Linked DNA regions of Zea mays: all the other regions are linked to region 1. The links are chromatin contacts, called in public Hi-C and HiChIP or PLAC-seq maps. All regions are on one chromosome and are shown on one strand. The core of a region is the stretch at or near the end of the contact, and the rest is flanking DNA. Distances in the headings are between cores, read along the strand shown. Region 1 holds the start of LOC100280930. Region 2 has its middle 160 kb from the start of LOC100280930. Region 3 has its middle 100 kb from the start of LOC103632712.

The links. A called contact is a pair of places that touch in the nucleus more often than the background predicts. HiChIP or PLAC-seq counts read pairs in DNA pulled down with a chosen protein or histone mark.
Region 2: a Hi-C map of tassel shows a contact between it and region 1, with 2.0 times the contacts expected there. The contact joins the enhancer-like site here to the promoter of LOC100280930 in region 1. A contact is called at or near these places in 3 of 25 Hi-C or Micro-C datasets (ear, leaf and tassel).
Region 3: an H3K4me3 HiChIP or PLAC-seq map of leaf shows a contact between it and region 1, with 9 times the contacts expected there. The contact joins the enhancer-like site here to the promoter of LOC100280930 in region 1. A contact is called at or near these places in 11 of 25 Hi-C or Micro-C datasets (bundle sheath, ear, endosperm and 4 more) and 1 of 3 datasets of contacts at active chromatin or transcription factors (leaf).

The regions. Positions count from the first base shown.
Region 1 is chr7:111,916,704-111,921,446 of Zm-B73-REFERENCE-NAM-5.0, reverse strand. It overlaps LOC100280930, which reads left to right and starts at 3,201. Exons shown (of 6, transcript NM_001366637.1): 1 at 3,201-4,216; 2 at 4,331-4,407. The coding sequence starts at 3,214.
Region 2 is chr7:112,078,455-112,083,295 of Zm-B73-REFERENCE-NAM-5.0, reverse strand. No RefSeq gene overlaps it. Among protein-coding and RNA genes, the nearest start is that of LOC100280930, 160 kb to the right of the region's middle. Within about 2 kb of position 2,130, at least 8 of the 20 cell types and tissues checked have an H3K27ac peak or open chromatin away from gene starts, as enhancers often do. A contact at or near this core is called in ear and tassel, where this site is marked.
Region 3 is chr7:112,148,877-112,153,348 of Zm-B73-REFERENCE-NAM-5.0, reverse strand. No RefSeq gene overlaps it. Among protein-coding and RNA genes, the nearest start is that of LOC103632712, 100 kb to the left of the region's middle. Within about 2 kb of position 3,133, at least 15 of the 20 cell types and tissues checked have an H3K27ac peak or open chromatin away from gene starts, as enhancers often do. A contact at or near this core is called in bundle sheath, ear, endosperm and 3 more, where this site is marked.

The sequences.
Region 1 (4,743 bases), core at 1,952-4,451:
CATTTAATTGTGTGGCTTATATAGAGTTGATAATCATGCCAAGAGAGTTTTATCTATATAAAACCGACTTATGCTCTTGCTTCTTAAAGGCATTTTCATGTCATAAAATGTTTATGTGGCAACTTATTAAATGCAAATGAAACTTATATACCAAACTCTCACTGAGACGGGTTATAATTTCAATGACATCATTGTTTTTTGACTAGGTGGTACCCTAATTAATGAACATAGGTAGCCAACTACTCTAGGTAGTTTCTAGGTTGGAGTGCCCTTAATGAGTAGTGGTGGGACTAGGGCGTCTCTTGTGCTTTGTGCTGATTTGGGTGGTCGCCTCTAGGCACACGAAGCACATTAGGTCGTGTCAGTACGACATGATAAGTCTTTACTTTGACACAAACATGTCCAATGACACAATAACATGTCTTCATATTGTGCCGACCTAAGCATGACCCTCAAAGTATCTTGCCTTTGTTCTTTATATGCTTGTGATATAAGAATATATATTTATGTATACCATTTTCATGAAAACTTTTAATGGTATATATATATATTATAACTCATTTGAGACTTAGATGCAATTTAGTAAATATCAAAAAATGCATTGTAGCTTATAGATATGACATGTTAAAAGGTTGTGCCATAAACCGTCGTCAAATGACATAGTCCTGTTAATCAAGGAAAATATAAAATTAGTTCTAATTAGTAATTATTTATATGATCTTTAATAGCCTTTATACACCTAGATTAATGTTTATGTCATATTCTTGTTATTGTTTCTTAGTTTGTATTGATACTTAAATAAAATTGATTGGTTAGATGTTAGAGGGTTATTTAAATTAGTGTATGTCTTGTTATTTATTCCCTCTATTAATCTCTAGTATCATTTATATATTTATGTTTATTTTCCCTTATCTTCCATCTCTCTTTCATTTATGTTATCATTGTTATTTTTTGTATGAATCAGAATGGTGGAGTGGTTATATATTTTTAGGATTGTTTTATATCCTCCCTTCTCCTTCATTTATGTTAGTACCATGATTTTTTCATATAAAATAGAATGTCTAAAGAAGGTGAAAGACTCAATGCAAACCATCCCCCCCCCCTCTTTTCTATGTGACTTTTTGTATCATTTTAGATTTTTAGATTGCCTTCACATCGTAAAACTAATGTTAATTTGATTATCATATATGCCTTTATCGAGTCAGTGTGTGTATATATGGTAGCGCTGGTTTTCAACGACTAGGGTGATATATCTGAATCCGTTCGAATGTATCCGACCGACGAATCTATTGGACCGACCACACCACTGGGTGTGGGTCATAGAGCACTCGGTCTATCACCTGAGGTGACAAATAGAATATCTAATATATACACGCACTATCGTATCGTATTGTCGCCCCCCCCCCCACCCCTAAATCGAAATCCTAGCTCCGCCCTCGGCCACAATCCCACAACTTTGGTTATGAGTGAGAACAAATCTTGAATGACAAGGTATCCAACAGTATATCAATAGAAGAAACTGATTAACAAGAGTGACATAATGGTTATGAATGTCAAGGCATCCGTTCACAATATACAAATTCTTCGTGGGATAAAACTACAAAGAGAGGTGGCGGTTAAAGCAATTCACTGGCAAGCGACAAAAGATGTCATGAATATCAAGGTACCCGTTTTTGTTGCAATGAAAACTAAATATGCTGTATTACTAGCAGAAGCATCGTCACGCATGTGACCTCACTTTTTGTTCAAACACGAAACTTGCCACACACAACATCACAAGGACGATCTAACTGTTGCATTTATTGACTACTACTACTACTACATTTAATAAGTAGAGGAACGTAAACACATTCTTCTCTCCAACCACCACGGTCGATGCCCACAAAACCCGCTTGTGTAAGCATTTTTGTTTGATGATGCAGTGGTTTAACGGCATTGCGTTGTATCGAGCGTGAAAGAAGAAAGGTCGACGTGGGTGGTGGTGGTGGTGGCAAAGAGCGTGCAGAGGACGATGCGTCGAGTGAAAAAGGCAGGCAGCCAGGGCAGCATGCAGCAGGACACAGGAAGGGGGGAAGCCAGGACAGGAGCACACACACACACCTTGACACATGCAGCTGGCAGGAAACTCACCGCTTTGCACAAACACAAAGTACTCGCTTACTATGGGACTGCACTGCAAATTGATGAGAGAGGCCGGGTGGTGTGACTGCAGAATGTGGACCTGCTGGTCACTGAAGAGCCTGAGAGCCCGGCCTAGAGCTCTCCTCCTCTCCCCTCCACTGCAACACACACACATACATCCAATCTGAAAGCAGTACTGGGGAGAGAAGAAGTCTGCCTGCCTTGCCTTGCTCCTCCAGTCCTCCCCCGACCCCCGGCCGGCCGGCCGGCCGCCCCTCCCCCATAAAAAAAGGGTGCACTGCTCCACAGAGCAAGGGGTGGGGAGAGAAAGAGGAAGGGGAACCCAAGCCCTGGGGCGTGGGGGGAAAAATAAAGCATCCCAGCAGGCGCACGAGCTCAGACAGCCTTTTCGTCCCCCAAAAAATAATCAGATCATCATCAGTCAGTCGTCTCATGCAAAACAAAACAGGGGAAAAAAAATCAGATGCAGTCTTCTCCTACAATATCAATATGGAGCAGGAGTAGTACACATACCTACATGGACATGAACACAGATTTTTAATTCCAGGAGGTACGATTTTTTTTCTATAGTATACAATTATCAGTCCAGTCTTTATTGTGTGAGGAGGCCAGATGCAGGTGTGGAGACAAAAGCAATGGTTCCTTTGACTCCAATGGCCTCCTAAGTGTCATTTTCTCATACATGGTGATGCCTGCCCCTCCTTAACAACAAGATAATCTCATATTCTCTCTCTCTTTTCCCCCCTTCTTTGCTTCCTAGCTACCTCCTCCTTTATTTCCCTCTCTCTCTCTCTCTCTCTAACTTTTTATGATACTAGTAGCAATAAGGAGGAACAGCACAAGAGACCAGTTCATCCCTGGTTGCCTCTCACAGTCATCTTCTTGACAAGAGAGAGAAAGAGAGGAGAGAGTAACTCCAGTACTGGAGACACAGACACCCACCAAGGCCAAAGCAGAAGCACAAACGAGAGAAGAGAGCCCCCCCCTCTTCCACACAACACCAAGAACCTTCTCTTCCTCCTCTTGTATATATCCATCAATCGCATGAGCCCTCCTCCAAGCTAGCCGGGCATGAAGAGAGGAGAGACCGCGGGGTGGGAACTGCAAGCGTCGTGCGATCAGGAGAGAGGGGCGTCAGCCGAAGGTAGACGGCGGGCGATGGAGGCGAGCTCGGCCGCGTCGCCGGACCTGTCGCTGCACATCAGCCTGCCTAGCAGCGCGGCGGGGTCCGGCCCGTCCGGCAGGCGCGCCGCCGTGGGGGGAGGAACGGGAGGAGGAGGAGGCGCCGGGGGAGACCCGTGGCGGAGGCTGAACGGGTCCACAGCGTCCACGGAGCTGTCCCTGTCGCCGCCGGTCGAGCAGGAGCACGCGGACGCGCTGCCGTGGCGACACCGGCCGTCGGCGGCGGCCGCGTCCTCCGCGGCCACCACGTCGGCGGGCGCCACGCTGATGCCCGCCATGCCGATGCTTCAGCCGCTGGACGGCGGGGGCGGGCTAGGCGCCGGCGCCGGCGCAGGAGGGGGAGCGTCGGTGGCGCTGCCAATCCGAGGGATACCTATCTACAACGGCCCGGGGGGCTTCCCGTTCCTTCCGCCGGCCTCCGGGGCCGACGGCGCCCCCCTCCACCACCACCAGCAGCAGCAGAAGCTCGGGTTCTACGGCTCGTACCACCCGAGCACGTGGCCCTCGTCGCTCGGCTCCACGTCGCCGTCGCCGTCGCCGCTCGCGCCGGGCACGCCGCCGTCCCCGCTGCTGGACCCAGCGTCGGCGGCGTTCCTGTCCCCGGCCGCGCATCACCACCACCGGATGCTGTCGGCATCGGGCCGGCTCAACGGCATGCTCACCGACACCCTCCGCGGCTACGGCGCTGGCGGCGTCGGCGGACTGGGCGGCATCGTCGGCGGGCACCACCACCACCACCACCACCTCCACGGCGCGCAGCCGTTCGGCCTGGGCTCCCGGTTCATGCCCAAGCTCCCCGCCAAGCGCAGCATGCGCGCGCCGCGCATGCGGTGGACGAGCACGCTCCACGCCCGCTTCGTCCACGCCGTCGAGCTCCTCGGAGGCCACGAGAGTGCGTGCCCCCCGGCCCCCGAACAACAGCAACCACGGCTGAATTACACCTCCGATCCCCGTCCTCCGATCCCTGTTCTCAAAATAAATATATCTCCCTCTCCCTCGCCTGCAGGGGCTACGCCCAAGTCGGTGCTGGAGCTCATGGACGTGAAGGATCTGACCCTAGCCCACGTCAAGAGCCATCTCCAGGTACGCGCGCTAGCACTTCGGCCATTGCCAACCAACCATCTCCGAAACTCTGGGCTCCGAACGAATTCACCTCCATCATCGCATTCGCAGGAGAGCCTTGTGATTTCCTTCGCCTCCCTCCTCGCGCCATTCTTCCTTTCTTTTTTCTTCTCTTGTTTGGGTCAGACAAGAACGCCAATGCAGTAACTCCAGACGGTGAATGAAACGGTCCGATGGGCGGGGCCTCGTTCGTAGCCAAGAAACTGCCATTCCTGGCGGAGGAGAGAGATGCATGGGTGTGGGGATGTGTGTGGATGAGAGAGAAAGAGGGCAAAAGTAGTCATCATTACACAATAA
Region 2 (4,841 bases), core at 881-3,380, 160 kb before region 1:
GCCTCCCTAAGAGAAAGGACGTCCTGATTGGGGTCCAGCGGCTGCAGAGTGGCAGCCCCTGTCGCTGAAGCTTTTTTCGGTGGCATGACGAAGGTGATGCTTGCCGAAGATGATCAAAGCTTAAGAAATGGAAGTGAGTTCACCGGAGGTGGGCGCCAATGTTGGGGACTTGTTCTCAAATGCTATGAATTAAGAACAAGGCAACATAAAATGTTAGATATCAAAGCCCTTCGTCCTTCGAAGCATTATTTCCCTTTGAATATAATGGCTTTCAGACGAAGGTTATGAAGGTCACACCTTCATAATCATAATAAAAGATAAGAGAAATTTATACATAAAACACAGAAAATAACATGATTACTTTGAACATTATTACTAATTTATTCATATTTATTCTACTTATATAGACAACAACAAATCACAAATGTACCTTCGGCTTAAAGGAAAGTAAGGGTACAAGCGTGATGCTAATGCCAAGTCAGCGTGAACAGTACAGGAGTACTGTTCATCTATTTATAGGCACGGGACGTAGCCCGTGTAAAATTACATTAATGCCCTTTACTTTTATCAATAACTCTATAGTAATTATTCGAGGTCTAATTTGGCTTTTCATCTTTAAGTCGGTTTCCCTTTTCTGCTGTCATGCCGAAGCTCTTCTGCACATAGCTTCGTAATCGTTTCATCCTTCGTCATGATCGTCTTCCATTTCAGTCAAGCTTCGTCTTGACCATGCTTTTGTATACCCGCAACCTGATTCCGAAGATACATGCTCGCATACTTGGAAAACATTGTCAAATCATGTTTTTGAGGACCTTCGGAAGCCGAAGGCCCCCAACAGTTCGTAAGCTAAGTAAATTGGTAAGACGACATATTTAAATTAAGTATGTCGGCATATTAGATTAAGAACATTGGTTCCTGACCGATGTTCTTTAATCGTTTTCCTGTAATGCAATGGCTAGCACAGCCTTGGAAATATATTGACGTCGTTAGACTATCCACTCAGGCGGCGGCTGAACCAACTTAACTTCCGACTGTTGGTTTAGCCATAGGAAATTATTTAGTTTCCAACGGTTTGGTCGGGAAACCTTTGGAAGGTATTTAATTTTCGACGGGCTAACTTTAGACGGTTCAATCCTTAAACAGTTGGAAGTGGTTAATTTAATACGGTTTGTATCCAGTTTTCCTATAGTGTTAATGGAGCTGGATATAGATCGACCGATGTCGAACAACTCATTGTCGAGGTTAGAGGAGAGCTATTTTGACGTTCTGTGATGGCTATGTTTAGATCCTAGTGAAAAGGATGATGTCTCGGAACAAGCTAGCTCCTCGAGCTGGTCGTGATGAGTATATATATGGTGGTTTTGGGGCCAAGTTAGATTAGGATTAGCCTTTTTGTCCAGTCTTAGAATACCATTTTATGTGTTAAAATAATTTCTAAAAATTGTTTTGATCCTTGGAAAAGACTTGAAAGATTCAAAAAATCTAGGAAATTTTTTAACGCATCCAAATAAAATGGTTGCGGATCAAGGAAAGATTGCGATGAACATCCAACATGAAAACCTTGACATAGAAAAAAAAAGGAAATGTGTCTGAAAATATTAGAAAAATCCATAGAGTTAGATAAACATATTGGGTGAATTTTTAAATATTGTTTTAACCAAAAACACGATGTAAGAGAGGAGTACGAATGCATCAACATGGTTTTCTACGCACGGTTTATTTAAAAGAATTTTGCTAAATAAAAAATCAGGATGTTACATTATTCCATAGCATGCACAATATATATATATATATATATATATATATATATATATATATATATATATATATATATATATATATATATATATATATATATATAATGTCAGATCATGTACGTATGCATATTCATGATGCAACACCATCTCCGATCCACCGGTTGTTTTGTGCGCGTAATGAAGCAACATGAAGCTAGCTAGCATTGAGTGATGCATGGCCGTGGCTGGTTCTCAGCATTGAATCCGCTCAGGATCACGTGGTGGCTAGAGACCAGCAGGCGAAACGCAACAGTTTGTCTGAACCGAGGCAGCCATCGTTCGGACGTGCTGCTCCCCCTAGCTACACGGCTAGCCTAGACTAGGCTGGCTGCTAGCTAGGCCTCGTGTGTGTGTGTGTGTGCATCAGTGTATGCAGACATGCATGCATGGACCAGAAGCAAAGTGAATGGTTGAGTGAATGAATGCCTTTCGATCCGGCCGTCGCCCATAAATCGCATTGCAGTCCATGATGCCTGTGGCGGGAGAGGATATGTAGCAGCAGCAGGAACATGAGTTAAGTGACGAACGAGTGCCACCCGCTCGCTAGCTACCTGCCGATGGGTGGATCCAGAGCCATTTATGCCATCTACTGTTCATCCTCTTTTCCCCCCTTGCTCCCCACCCCCTGTGCCCTGCCTTTATAAGATGGCCCCCCTCTTCTTTTAATTGATTTATTATTATGGGTATGTGGTCACTGGTCTCTTCAGTCCTCACTTGCATTATGCTCACATGCTCATGCCAATATGATTTTATTTTTTTAATAAAAAACAGCTGCATAGAATCCGGTCACCCTATTAGTTTACTGGCTGAGAAGATAAAATAAAAGGCTAGGATTAATTGTTCACAAGTAATCAAGCCAGCATTGTTTTGTGAGTTTATTGAAGTGGTGAGCTTGACCAGAACTCAGGTGAAGGCGCAATAAAGAGATTTCTTTTTTGAGATTACACAGTACAACGTAGATGTTAACAATGCACATGCCCTTATGAATACAGGCACATAAACTCTACTCCTATCATCACCTTTAAAGACTGGACCACAAAATCCTCGAGATAAGATTGATAAATTAAAGTTGTCACAAGCACCACGCTGTTGAGGATCGCTGTCCACAAGAACATCACAGCAGCTTCATGACAATCTTCATTTTTTTCTCTATTTTAATCTTTATTTACCTTTCCATAAAAATTACACTCTATATGTAGTATCTCACTCTACTCGACTATCTATCTAGTTTAACTATTCAGAACGGTTAGCCAAGTTTGGCTAGTGAAGGAGCCAATTTGGAGAGTCGGATAGATTGACAAGTTAGATGACTAGTCTGTTGGAGAGTTATTTTGCTGTTGAGTGGCCAAAATTTAGCTTGACGAGCCATTTAGCTAGTCTCTTGAAGATGCTCTCATAAATTCATCTACCCTAAAAATACAAAGCTGATAAATCCTACTCTCCCCTTCCAATTTATAATTAGTTTGACTTTTTTACATCAAGTTCGACCAGCTCGTCTCATTCAACAAAATTCATTATTATTATTAACTTTATTGTGATATCATTTAGCATATAATATGCTTTAAGTATGATTTTGAATTTTTTATTTTTCATAAAAATGAATAGACGAGTCAGTCAAACTTGGTAAAAAAGTCAAACAAATTACAAAATTGGGGCAGAGGGAGTAGAATATTTGTTGTCACGCAGAGAACCCAAAACCTTAGATGCTATTTAGGGTGCCGTTTGGTTCACGTATTTGTAACGTAATGGGTAACTGATAACGTTAAATCATGTTTGTTTTAGTCCAACCGTAATCAGATACCACACTAAAATTTAAAACTTGGAAAACCGTGCATGCGAAAATGATATCCATGCTACTTAGCACAAGTTACGACCGATTTCAGGAGCGGACCAGAAACTTCGAGCACCATGCTCACTCAACATGGTCGTGAACTTGCCATCCAGTTGTTTAAAAATTGTATAAAACACAAACAAAATCAGAAAATCATGAAACCTATCCACGTGTCATGATATCATATGTAGAGGCTATGGTAAAAATTTGAAAAAGTTTCGAGAAAGCTATGACGCACTATGTGTAGAACTCGGCAAAGAACCTGACACTCTAGCACTCGGCAAAGAGGCACGCTTTGCAGAGTGCCGTACGTAGCACTCGGCAGAGAACCTGACATGGGGACCCTCCCTGGCGGGTTCTTTGCCGAGTGTCCCAGGTGGCACTCGGCAAAGATTGCTTCTTTGCCGAGTGCTGTCGGGCAGACACTCGGCAAAGGTAACTCCTTTGTCGAGTGTCACCCGAGACACTCGGCACAGACTCCGTCTCCGTTACCTATCACCGTAACGGCTGCTTTTCTTTGTCGAGTGCTCCCTGGCACTCGGCAAACCTTTTTGCCGAGTACCCAAAAAAAGTACTCGACAAAGAAGGCTTTGTCGATGCACTGTGTGCCGAGCCTTCTTTGTCGAGTGCGACACTCGGCAAAGCATTTGCCGAGTGTTTTTAAGGCTTTGCCGAGTGCTTCAGGCACTCGGCAAAGCGCCCGTTTCCGGTAGTGAATGTAGAAAACCAAAACAGATACCAAAATAGAGTTCATAACATACATACAACATACCAACATAGTTCATAACAATCATCACTTCATAATTCACAATCCTAGAGCTCACAGTCACTTCTTAGTTCACAACTTAGAATTCACATTCACTACATTGTTCACAACATTCAACACCAACACAACACCATCTAGCTAAGCATCAACAAAAGATAAAAGATAGTCTTTTGCTTTAGAGTCTTCTAATGTCATGAATATTTGATTATGTTCCCAATCTTCTTTCAATATTTTGAGACTAAGATGAAGTACCTTGCCTCTGAAACCACACCTCTTATATTTTTAGTACACTTCTCCATATTCATTCGACCATTGAAAATATCATGTAATGTTTTTTCTTCTTGTAGCAACCACCTAGAAAATTGTTGACCAATCCTTAATTTCGTGTGTGAACTACTAGTGTGTCTTTAACCACTTTATGTTTGTTTTAGGAGCGGTTGGGATGACT
Region 3 (4,472 bases), core at 1,884-4,383, 230 kb before region 1:
GGATTTTCAGCCCATCGCGTGTTCTTGCATTATTTGCAACACATCTAGCCTAGCCCGTAAAAAGACGGCAGCATGTACTCATACAGTATGTAAAGCGCTACTGTTAAGGTGGGTCAGCTCGTTGGTTCATCGTAGTAGCATACATTATAGAATCAGTGCTGCTAGTACGTACCATGAGAGAGTGAGTAGATAGGGCCATAGGGGTCAGCTGTTAACAAAAGAGGAAGAAGAGCCATGCATGCAATGAAATGAAATGCAGTGCAAGAGGCCAGCAGCTAGCTCAGCGCTGATATGGATGGACGAAGAGAGGAGAGAGAGAGAGCAGGCAGCAGTGGGTTGCACGCACAGCGGACTGGCAGCTGGGCCACACGTCGGGGACCGGTCCTTTCCAAAGACCCACAGGCAGGCAGGGGCGGGGCGGGGCAGGGCAGCAGGCAGCACAATGAGGACAGAGAGAGAGAAAGAGAGAGAGAAGGGGCGGTGGGTGGTGGAAGGAAGAAGATGCAATCGGTCATACTGCTACATGCACATCTATCATAAGGCCATCATGACTTCTTTTGTGTCAGCGTCAAAAAAACAAAGGAGAAGGAAAAGGAGGAGAGAGAGGGGAGCAGTGGCAGGGAAAGGAGGAGCTCAATCATAAAGCAATGGATTACAAAATCATTTCGCACGGCCTCACGCTGGCACACACGCGCTCTCTCTCTCTCCCCTCCCTCCCACGCTCTGACTATACTGTACATACTGTACGTAGTATTTATATCAGGGATGTTGCTCTTTTACTACTCCCCTGCTGCTGGCTCTCTAGCCAGCGAGTCGGTCGGTCGGTCGGTCGCCGGCTCTCCGCGCGCGCTCATCAGGACACACATGCACGAGCAGACTGCAGAGCCCCTATCTCTCTCTCTCTCTCTCTCTCTCTCTCTCTCTCTCTCTCTCTCTCTCTCTCCCCATATTACTGTATTCCTCTCTCTAGACTGGACATGCTACACTGCGTTTCTTTCTCTCTCTCTCTTCTTCTTCTCCGTCCTTTCTCTCTCCATCTCCTTGAGCAGCAGGCACCACGTCCAGGCTGCAGCAATTCGTCTGACAAAGAGAAGTCATAGTCGAGGAAAGCAGTAAAATACTCTGTGGACGACTGCCAGCAGCTTCAATGCGATTGCCTGTCTCTCTCCGGTCCCTCTTTGTCACCTCTCCTCCCGAGAGAGAGAGCAGAGAGAGTCGTCCGTCCGTCTGTCCGCGCCTCTCGCTCTGTGTCTTCTTTCAGCGCTGGCCTCCCTTGCCATCCCCATCTTGGGCAACGTTATTTTACTGTGACACTGTTACTATTCCTAATGTCGATGCCTTTTGACCACCCCTGCACACACACACCGGATGTCCTATGGACCTATTTCCTGTGGTCTCCATCTATGGCCGCTCGGAATCTATCTGTGCAGTGCCCACATATTTAACAAACACCCACACACACTCATATGGGGGTTGTTTAGTTCTAGCGAATAATATGGATGGACGTTTGAAACTAAGAGGTACACACCTTATTCATTAAATCAGTTGCTAAGAAGGTCGTTGGAGACCTATTAGTAATTCCAAAAGAACAACAATAGCACAACACATGATTATGTCGATATATTATCTGCTCCTTTCATATTTCGAAAGGAGGAGAGGAGGCCGGTAAAATGAAACGGACTAATCGTTATCCATGTATCCATTGATGATTGATGAATGTCATTCTTCATTTACAAGCATAATCATTCAGACATCTTCGAGCGAGGTTATTACGACTTTTAAATCAAGTAACAGTTCCAACAAGAAGCATACAATATAAGTAAATGTGAACCATGAGCACACAGAAAAATAAAAGACATTAACCATCACAAACATAAATTTTGGAATTATAAATTATGCCTCTGATAGCTCTCGCGACGGCATGAGGACAACCACAAGCACAAATTCTGTCAAATTAAGGTCCGATCCGTTTTGGTAGTTATATTGTAAACTATTTACATGATCGAGCTCCTATACAACCTCCCATGAAATTACAATTTTTTACCCCTCTCGCTTATGTAGTAGAGCTCCATACTTGGAGATGTGAATTTATGACATTTTCATCATACAGGCCTGCATGCACATCTTTTCTTAGCTGAGGCTCCTTTTAGGCATCACTTGTAGAGGAAGGTTTTCGCCGTCGCAGCCGAATCTTTGCTTCTATCACCTTCAGCACCATGTACTTTTGATTCAACTATGGATAGTCAAAGTAGTCCGATGAGGATTCAATGAACAAAGATCGAAGCTCTTCAATCGCTTTTATATCCTTGGCCTGAAACCATAGCTAGAGACTTGGCGTGTTTGGTTGTATGTCTAAGGTGTGCCACAGATTGCTATATATTTTTTGTTCCACATTTGCCTAAGGTTAGGCGCACAAATTGTCGACCACATCTTGGCAATGTCAAAGGAAATCTTGCCACATTTTTACAAGTCATTGACCGGTGGAATTTATGCAAAAGGTGAAAAACCTTGCCACAACTATGGTTATAAGCCAAACACACAACAACTAAGCTAGTCAAACATGACTAACCTTAGCTCCACAAACTCTATCATAGATTAGCTAAAAAAAACTAAAAGTTTGGATGCTCTCTCTTGACTCTACTCTTTTTTAAAGCAGACTTACGTGGAGCTGAGCCTATTTGGTTAAAAAAACGTGAAGGGGGAGAGCCATCTGAAACATAACATCCTTAGAGTATTTCTTCTGTTGACTTGACGCCTACCGACAACTCCGAGGACAGGACCGGCATATTATCTAGCGAATCTATCTCTTAAAGCTCTTTTGGTAAAAGGCTAAAAGTGTCGTTTGGGAATAAACATGGCAATCACTTTATGTCATTGGCACCACCGTCCCCTGTCAACATCAAAAGCATGTATACTGCCTATTAGCATATAGCAAGCAATGCCTTCGGTGGGGGTGACCCTGATCCCTGATCCATGCCATGCCACACCCATGCTCTACCATGCAGATCTATTGGAAAGGCGGCCATCCATGCATGTGACACAAAAGCGGTTGCTAGCTACACTACTGTATTACCTATAGCTTGGATTTCGTGTTCAGATAGGATGGAACGGGAAAGCCTGGTCGTGTCCTGCCCACGTGCTTCCTTCTGATTGGACGGGAGGAGGAGCTAGGAGATGGCTTTGCCTATGGGCTGGACGGAACGCATGGGAATGAGATTATATTCTTTGCTTGCTGCGTTCCTCCTACCTAACTAGCTAGCCTAGGAGTACTCCGTAGCTAGCAGCAGCAGCGCGCGGCAGCACAGAAAGAACAACAGCAGCGGCTAGCCACAAGCTCTTTCCATCGCACCTCTCCTGCTCCCGGCCCCATCATCGAAAAAGATTACTACCAAATTGATGAAAGGCTGGCTGAAAAGACTAGGGCAATGGGAGTTTAAATTCCTCCAACCTCCCCATCTAGTCTTGCTTCACCTTTACTAGCAAACTCCCACGGCCCCACTCATCCACCTGTGTGCTGGCCCATTGTGGATGGATACCATGCATGTGTTTGGCTGGATCCTTTGTGCATCATGCATGTGTGATATGATCCGATCAGTCACTAGCTAGGTGATAGCTTTCAGGGTGTGATAAGGTGTAGTGTAGTGTAGCTACCATGTTGTCTATATAACCAATTAAAAATACTCCGAACAACCTCCTGGTTATTGCACAAATAATGTGTACCAGAGTAATATGTATGGGCCTAGCATGCGGTGGCTACGAAACTCCCGAAAACATATTCTTTTATCCCTTACTCAAATTTTGTACATATCATAGGATTATACATACAAAACAACAGCACAACAAGACCCAAATTTGAGACGCACGGAGGGAGAGATCATTGTTCATTGACTAGGACTATTAGCAACTCAAAACGAGACTACTATACGACTATAGAATGCTCATCACAGGTAGCATCCGGTTTTAATCTGGCAATGATAAAGGTTTTCAGAATAAAAAAAATCCAGTTGAGCCCAAAGGAGGCCCAACGAAACCCATCCTAGTCATAAAGAGAGTTCCATTAATGAGTGCTTTAAAAATTTGAATTTCATGCGAAGCACTTTATTCCATTAAGAGCTTGGGATCATTCTCTTTATGTCTAGGCAATCGTAAAAACGATATACCAAACGACAGACTAAATGATAGAAATAACACTATGGCATGAATAGAATGTGGATTGCAACAACAGACGAATTAAAGCATACACAATCTATAATAAGATGGATCTTTCCAAAAGAAGGCAAAACATTTAAAGAACATTCTCAACTGCTTCAAATTTTCCTATGTGACTACTCAAGACACAAGGGTTATACCAATTGAAAGAAATGAACACTTAAGATTATATGTTACCGTCCTTTAGAATTTAGCATTTTGTAGGTTTTGATCTTAATTCACCATTATTGAGATCTTTGATCCTACAACACAACTTAACTCAA